Regions from separate parts of the Triticum aestivum genome. Here region 1 is linked to region 2. Evidence: chromatin contacts called from public Hi-C data. All regions are on one chromosome and are shown on one strand. Each heading gives the region's core, a stretch centred on a gene start, on an enhancer-like site or on the middle of the called end of the contact. The rest is flanking DNA. Distances are from core to core; before and after follow the strand shown.

Evidence for each region. Hi-C and Micro-C count contacts between places; a contact is called where the count stands out from the background.
Region 1: a Hi-C map of leaf shows a contact between it and region 2, with 3 times the contacts expected there. The contact joins two enhancer-like sites. A contact is called at or near these places in 2 of 5 Hi-C or Micro-C datasets (both in leaf).

Annotation. Positions count from the first base shown.
Region 1 is chr7A:397,917,221-397,920,361 of IWGSC CS RefSeq v2.1, reverse strand. No RefSeq gene overlaps it. Among protein-coding and RNA genes, the nearest start is that of LOC123148554, 7.4 kb to the right of the region's middle. Within about 2 kb of position 1,386, at least 3 of the 8 cell types and tissues checked have an H3K27ac peak or open chromatin away from gene starts, as enhancers often do. A contact at or near this core is called in leaf, where this site is marked.
Region 2 is chr7A:397,514,940-397,518,494 of IWGSC CS RefSeq v2.1, reverse strand. No RefSeq gene overlaps it. Among protein-coding and RNA genes, the nearest start is that of LOC123147090, 19 kb to the right of the region's middle. Within about 2 kb of position 2,279, at least 8 of the 8 cell types and tissues checked have an H3K27ac peak or open chromatin away from gene starts, as enhancers often do. A contact at or near this core is called in leaf, where this site is marked.

The DNA.
Region 1 (3,141 bases), core at 137-2,636, 400 kb before region 2:
TCATCTTTTCTCGGGAAACGCTATATTACAGTAACATATTATGTTACTCTAAACACCTCTCTCCTCATTAACTACATGCCACGTAAGCAAAATTCTCTTGAAGTGCGCTATGCTATTACCTAAGTTACTCCCACTATGACTAGCCTAAGTTACCACCATCACCTCTCTCATCATTAAATATGTGCTACATAAGCAAAATTATCTTAAAAAGTGTGATGTTACTAGTGATGTTACTTCTACTGTGGCCAACCTTAGGGATGAGGGCAATAATCATGGAGGTTGAAGTGACGTTTGATCTGCCATTGTTTTTTCTATGTTTCAGCTTTTGAGCTCATGACCCGGTTGTATCTGTATCGAACTTCGCTTATGTCTTTCCTTCTTATTTGTGTTGAATCCTTGTTGTGAACGCTTACAGTTTGCTAAAGCCGGGTCAGCTTCTCTTTTCTAAAAAAAGCGACCATGTTCAGATATTAAGACCACAGGTCACATCGTTCAAATCATTTCCTTAGCAGTGCACGCACGATGTTAGCTGAAAAAATCGAGTGTATATAGCTAAAACATGTAGTCACATATTTTAGTTTGTATCGTGTGCTCCGAAAAAGTCAGTGTATGGTACACTTATTTTGATCTGTTCATATTTTTTCCTAAAATTTTGGTTAAATTTGATTTATGATAAATTTATATACAAAGTGAAAAGAAACGAAAGGAGTATTCGCGCTATGTATGTAGCCACATGTATTCGCGCTAGAGGATGAAGAGGGGTCGTCTCATCGCATGATGCTCCTAGCTCACGAGGCTACTTTAAAACAGTACTCCCTTCGTCCGGATTTATTGGGCCTCTGGGCAGAGGTGCGCGTCCCCTTTTGTTAAGCCCCTTCATCGATATATGCTTCATTTTCAGAAGCGTAGTAAATTTCCATCGGCTTTCATGCACAAGCTCCTATACATTGAGCGACTAGTACTCCTCCTGGCACAACGCCATGGCTAGCCAGCCAATGCATGCACTTCTAGTCCTCCTTCTATTGGCGCATGCATGGACCATGCGGCATACGAGGCCGGGATAAAGTAGCAGCAGCGCTGTGCGCGTGTACTGGCGCCGGCTTCCGAAGCATCAAGAAATTAAACGGCTGCATTTCCAGGAAATTAATCATCTTGCCTTGGTACCTGTGATTTAGTCGGGGGTCTAATAAACTCGAACAGAGGAAGTACTAGCTGAGGCAGCCTCGAGACCTTTCTCTGTCCACCTACTTTCTTTCCATTGCTATTGATGCCAAGTTTGCCCCTCGGCCTTTAAGGAGGAAAATGACACACATAACTAAACATGCAGCAATAAAGACCGGACAAGCGTGGAGCAATTTCCCACCTGGTTTGAAAGGCCGACACAGCTCCACGTGTCCCCACCACCACACATGTTTGCTCCCCTCAAACTCCAGGCAACCATTCGAGCCGTGGGCTTCCGACGTGTTTCCCCCCTCTTGCGTAGGTTCGCTCGAGATGCTAACATCATTATTTTCATACTACCACAAATACTTGTGCGCTGTAATGGGAGAATTTTTTTCCAAATCCGCAAACCGATTAGCATTGATGACCACCCCTCGCAGCCTCCACATCCTCTATTTTAATTAAAAACCCAGGACTAAACTCGCAAAACATGAAGATGTATGATTATAAATCTTAAATAACATCATGATTACCTTGGGAACTGGTGACACTTGTTTTATTTTGACAACTCACATGACTTGCTCCGTATGGGGAGAGCGATCAAATGGTGAAACATAAAATTATATGTACGACTCAATCCGAAGTGCAGTTAATTCAAAAATCTTTTCCTCTTTCCCCAATTCAAAACCATGAATACTTGGTCTGTATTCCGATAAATTTAAGAATCTTACACATCCATACGTAGAAAGAATAAAGAAGATATTTCAAATATAGTATTTATCATGAGTCTTTTTTAATCCATAAATCGATTAGCATTGATGACCACCCATCCCAGCCACCACATCCTCTATTTTAACTCGACATCAAAAACCCCCAATGGACTAAGCTCGCAACACATGAAGATGTATAACTATAAATCTTAAATAGCATCATGATTATCTGGGAATCGGTGACACCTTGTTTTCTTTTGACAACTCACATGACTTGCTCGGTATTTAAGGAAAGAGCGATCAAATGGTGAAACATATAAAATTATATGTACGACTCAATCCGGAGTGCAGTTGATTCAAGAATCTTTTCCTCTTTCCCCAACTCAAAATCATGAATACTTGGTCCGTATTTGGATTTAAAAATCTTACACATCCATATGCAGAAAGGGTAAAGAAGATATTTCTAATATAGTATTCCTCATGAGTGTCTTTTTTTCCTTCCCTCTTGCTCTATTTGGATTTGCTCGAAGACTGCACCGCACACAGGAGTGATTGCTATCCCTCTATCTTCAGCGGGCCACGCAAGCCTTAGATAATCCCTTTCCTTCTTTTGAATTGCCCCATTCCTTTCCTTCCTTCTTTTTAATTCCCCCTTCATCGCGGGCCATGCAGCAAGCCTTATATAATCCCTTTCCTTCTTTTGAATTCTCTTTCAATTCCTTCCTTCTTTAAATTCCTCCCTTCTCCATCGGGCCATGCGCAAGCCATATACTCCTTCTTTTGAATTCCTTAATCCTTTCTTTCTTGGTGGAAAATGATACTAGCAAAATTTATTCCTTCCTCCTGCGGAGGTGCTCTTCAAGCGCTACTTTAATTTTTGAGGTGACATATCTTTATCTACTAATAAACTAGCTATTGCTTCTGGTCGTACGTCGTCAGTGATTTTGCAGAAAAGTCTCTCTATTTATGAGAATTCAACCCGCGGTCCTACCTTAAGTGGATATCTGAGAAAACGTTTCGTTTTTGCACAAACGCCCTGGCGTTTGGAGTATTCAACATGCGGTCCGAGCAGATTTGTAAAGAAAAAAAACACAACCACACACGCACGGTCTCGCGCTCGCCTCCCTCTCGCCCAGGAAGTCCTCGCCGCCGCCACCGCCCACGCCGGCCGCTTCCGACGAGCTCCGGCGTCATGCAGCACGTACCCGAGCTCCCCACGCTCCGCGCCTCCCTCCCCTCTGGCCAAATTCTTCGCTCCCGGCTTCTATCG
Region 2 (3,555 bases), core at 1,030-3,529:
GGATCCGCGACATCACGAGGAGCGCCGGAATGGTCCAGAGGTAAAGATTTATATATGGAAAGTGTTTTTCAGGGTTCCGAAAAAGTTTGGGAATTTTCGGTAGTGTATTGGGAAGGTTCAAGAAGGTTGCGGGGTTTCCACCATGGGGCAACGACCCAGGGTGGGGCCCCACATGGTCTGGCCGCACCAACCCCCAAAGCCTATGTCATTTAAAGTTAAAGATAAGATCTAATCTCTAAATTGAAAGGGATTTCTCCCTTGTGGCCGGCCCTAGGAGGGTTTTGGCCACCCTTCCCTGCCCCTAGCCTATATAAAGAGAGGGAGGCGCAGGAGAGGGGCGGCCCATCCATTGCTAGCCGCCGCCTATCCAATCTCCTCGTCCGGTTGTGCTTGGCGAAGCTCTGTCGGAGTTTCGCTGCCACCACCACCACGTTGTCATGTTGGTTCAAATCCATCTACCTCTTCTCCCTCGCTTGCTAGATCAAGGAGGATACGTCACTGAGTCGTACGTGTGCACATCTAAGAGGTGCCGCTCGTGCGGTGCTTGGATCAGATTGCATCATGACGTTAGTATGACTACACCAACCATGATTATTAGATCGTGAACGCGCTCGGTCTACAAGTGTACGTAGACACATTCCCTCTGGCTGCTAGCATCTTCATAGAATAAATCTTGGGTGTTTAGTAGAATTTTTCTCATGCAACGTTCTCCATCACAAGGTCCAAAGTAAAATGAGAGAGAAACCTTATAAATGCTCTCACCGCCCATTGGCCACACTACATATATATTGGAGTAGTGTAAAATGAGTCGGTGGTGGATGACATTGCTAATTTTACCAACAAGCTAACCAACAAACTTGGAGATGCCCTAAAATATGCTAGAACACTCTCTCATATAATTAATTACAGTGTTACGTCACATTTCTACTTAAATGACAATGCGTGGTACTCTTAGGCTCTTTCTAGTTGTTCCAGGGTGTACATGTGGTAAGAATACCGTATAGGCAAAAAAAACATGACAAAACAATTAAACATGAGAGAGAGGGCACTATAATGACCCAGAAAGAAATGATGCCAAACATGCGAATCTGGACAAAAGAATTATGCGTGAAAAGTTTGATGGCTAAACAATTAAACAAAGGAAAGTTTAGACAATTATGCATGGAAAGTTTCCCTAATATGTGTTATAACGCTCTCTCATATTATTAATTACAATGCTACATCACATTTCTACTTAGATGACAATGTATGGCACTCTTAGGCTCTTTCTAGCTATTCTAGTGTGTACATATGGTAAAAATACCATATAGGCTAAAAACGACATGGCAAAACAATTAAACAGGAGAGAGAGCACTATGATTATCCAAAAAGAAATGATGTCAAACATGCGAACCTAGACAAAATAATTATGCATGAAAAGTTTGTCTGTTAAACAATTAAACAAAAGAAGATTACAACAATTACAATAATGGGTTATAAGCCAGTTTACATGGCAGTTTTGCCTATTCGAAAAAGAGAGGCAGTCAAAAAAGGGAAGTGAGCTCTTATGCAATAGTCAATCTCTACACATACTCCTACTCCCTCCTTCCATCTATATAGGGCCTAATGCGTTTTTAAGACATCCTTTGACTATTGACAAGATTAATAATACATGACATGCATAATGTGAAAATTATATCATTGAAAACTCCTTTCACATACGAATTTGACAATGTACTTTGTGTAAGTTGCATGTCATATATTATTGCTCTAATATTTGGTCAAAGCTAGCCTTGAAAAACGTATTAGGCCCTATATAGATGGAAGGAGGGAGTAGGTAAGATGAGTTTAGCAAAAAGAAAGAAAGTGAAAAATATTTCACTAATTATACAGCCAGCGGTCGGCTATTTTTTCCAAAGTGCTGACTATATTATTAATAATTGCTCTTAAGAAACTAAGGCTTTTTATGTTAGCACCTTATCTAAACACCTTTCATAATTGCATCGAAATAGGCATGACATTTCCACCGCGGGAGGTCCAACGTGTAGAGGTCGAACCTGGTGTACCCATAGCTTAGCAACATGCCGCGTACGGGGGCACGGACCTGCCGCGGGAGCAGTGAACCGAATCACTTGTGACGTTGCACCCCATCCCCATCCCTTTCCCTCTCCTCTTTTTCTTCCCACCCATCTCTCTCCATCGGTCGCTGTCACACACTCTCTCTCTTGCGCAGAGCAGAGGCAGCAGGAGGAGAGAGAGCACGACGTGACAGGGCCGGACGTACACTCCGGCGGAGTGACGGGACTGCCCCTGGGCCAACGAACTGCAAGGAGCGCAGGGGCAGAACCGTCCGCACGCCCTGGGTGGGGCCGAGGAACGTGGGCCGAGGACGACGACGTCCTTTGCGTGGGGACCAACCACCACTCGCCCGGCCCGTCTCGTGCTTAGCGCCGCAGTCTCTCGCGATTTATCTCGTGTGGATTGTGGATCGTTTCGTGTCGGCAAGGCCAGAGGGCGGGGAGACTGGGAAGCGTGTCGTGGAGAGGGAGGCGCGATATGTCGGGGAGTGAGTTGCTGCGAAAGGAGGGGGTCTTTTTAAAGCCTGGACCTGTACGCTTCTTTGCTGTCGCTGCAGGGAGAGGGAAGCTGTGGTTGAGAGAGCGTGGTATGGTATCCAGCTGCTAGTATAGGTGGATGGTGTCGAAAGTTTCTGTCCTCCGTTCGCATCATCTGGACACCTCTCCCTATCTAGCCGTTGGAGTGGCCGGCCCAGCCCACACATCATGTTGTACACAGTTTTGTTTTCTTTTGTCGGAAGCATTTTTAGTAGTAGTATAAAAGCTTTGTGTACGAGAATCCTTTTCTGAGCTCGGGTTCATCTACACCCGTGTTGAATCAAAAATTTAAGACAAATAGTAAAAAAAAATTAAAAAAATCATTTTTTTTCTTCCAAAATAAGCCGCCTTCAATGCTTTGTTATTCTTTAACCACATTTTACTGCTTTAGTTAAAATCACTGCACGGAGACCTTTTATCAGAAAATTGTTGATAGACCAGGACATTGATTTTGGCTCCCGAGCTAATAAAAATGGTACTCCCTCTGATCCATATTAATAGACGCACACTTAATACAACTTTATAGTATTAATATGGATAGGAGGGAGTAATAAATTCGATCTAGTGTTTTTATACATGGTAGACAATTTGGTGCATGAGGTCCGACCCAATTTTCAAATGATTTGGACAAATGAGAAACTATCGGCAAAAATGACAAATTCGGGGGTCTATAAAACAGTTTGTTGTTCACGTACTGTTTTGACCTGATTTGTCTTTTTTACTTAGAGTTACTCCGATGTCCAAATGAGCTAATATATGGAGCGAACCTCACGCAATAAATTGTCTACCATGGGTAAAAAAATGGATGTGTTTGAATTTTTCTCGTATTTGTTTCGAATTTTTTTCTGGTCGGGTGCAGATGAGCCTGGGCACCGAATCACTGCACTCCTTTGTGTATATTTATTCCTTCTTCCAAAATAAGTTGCCTTCGATGCTTTGTTATTCTTTAACCATATTTTAC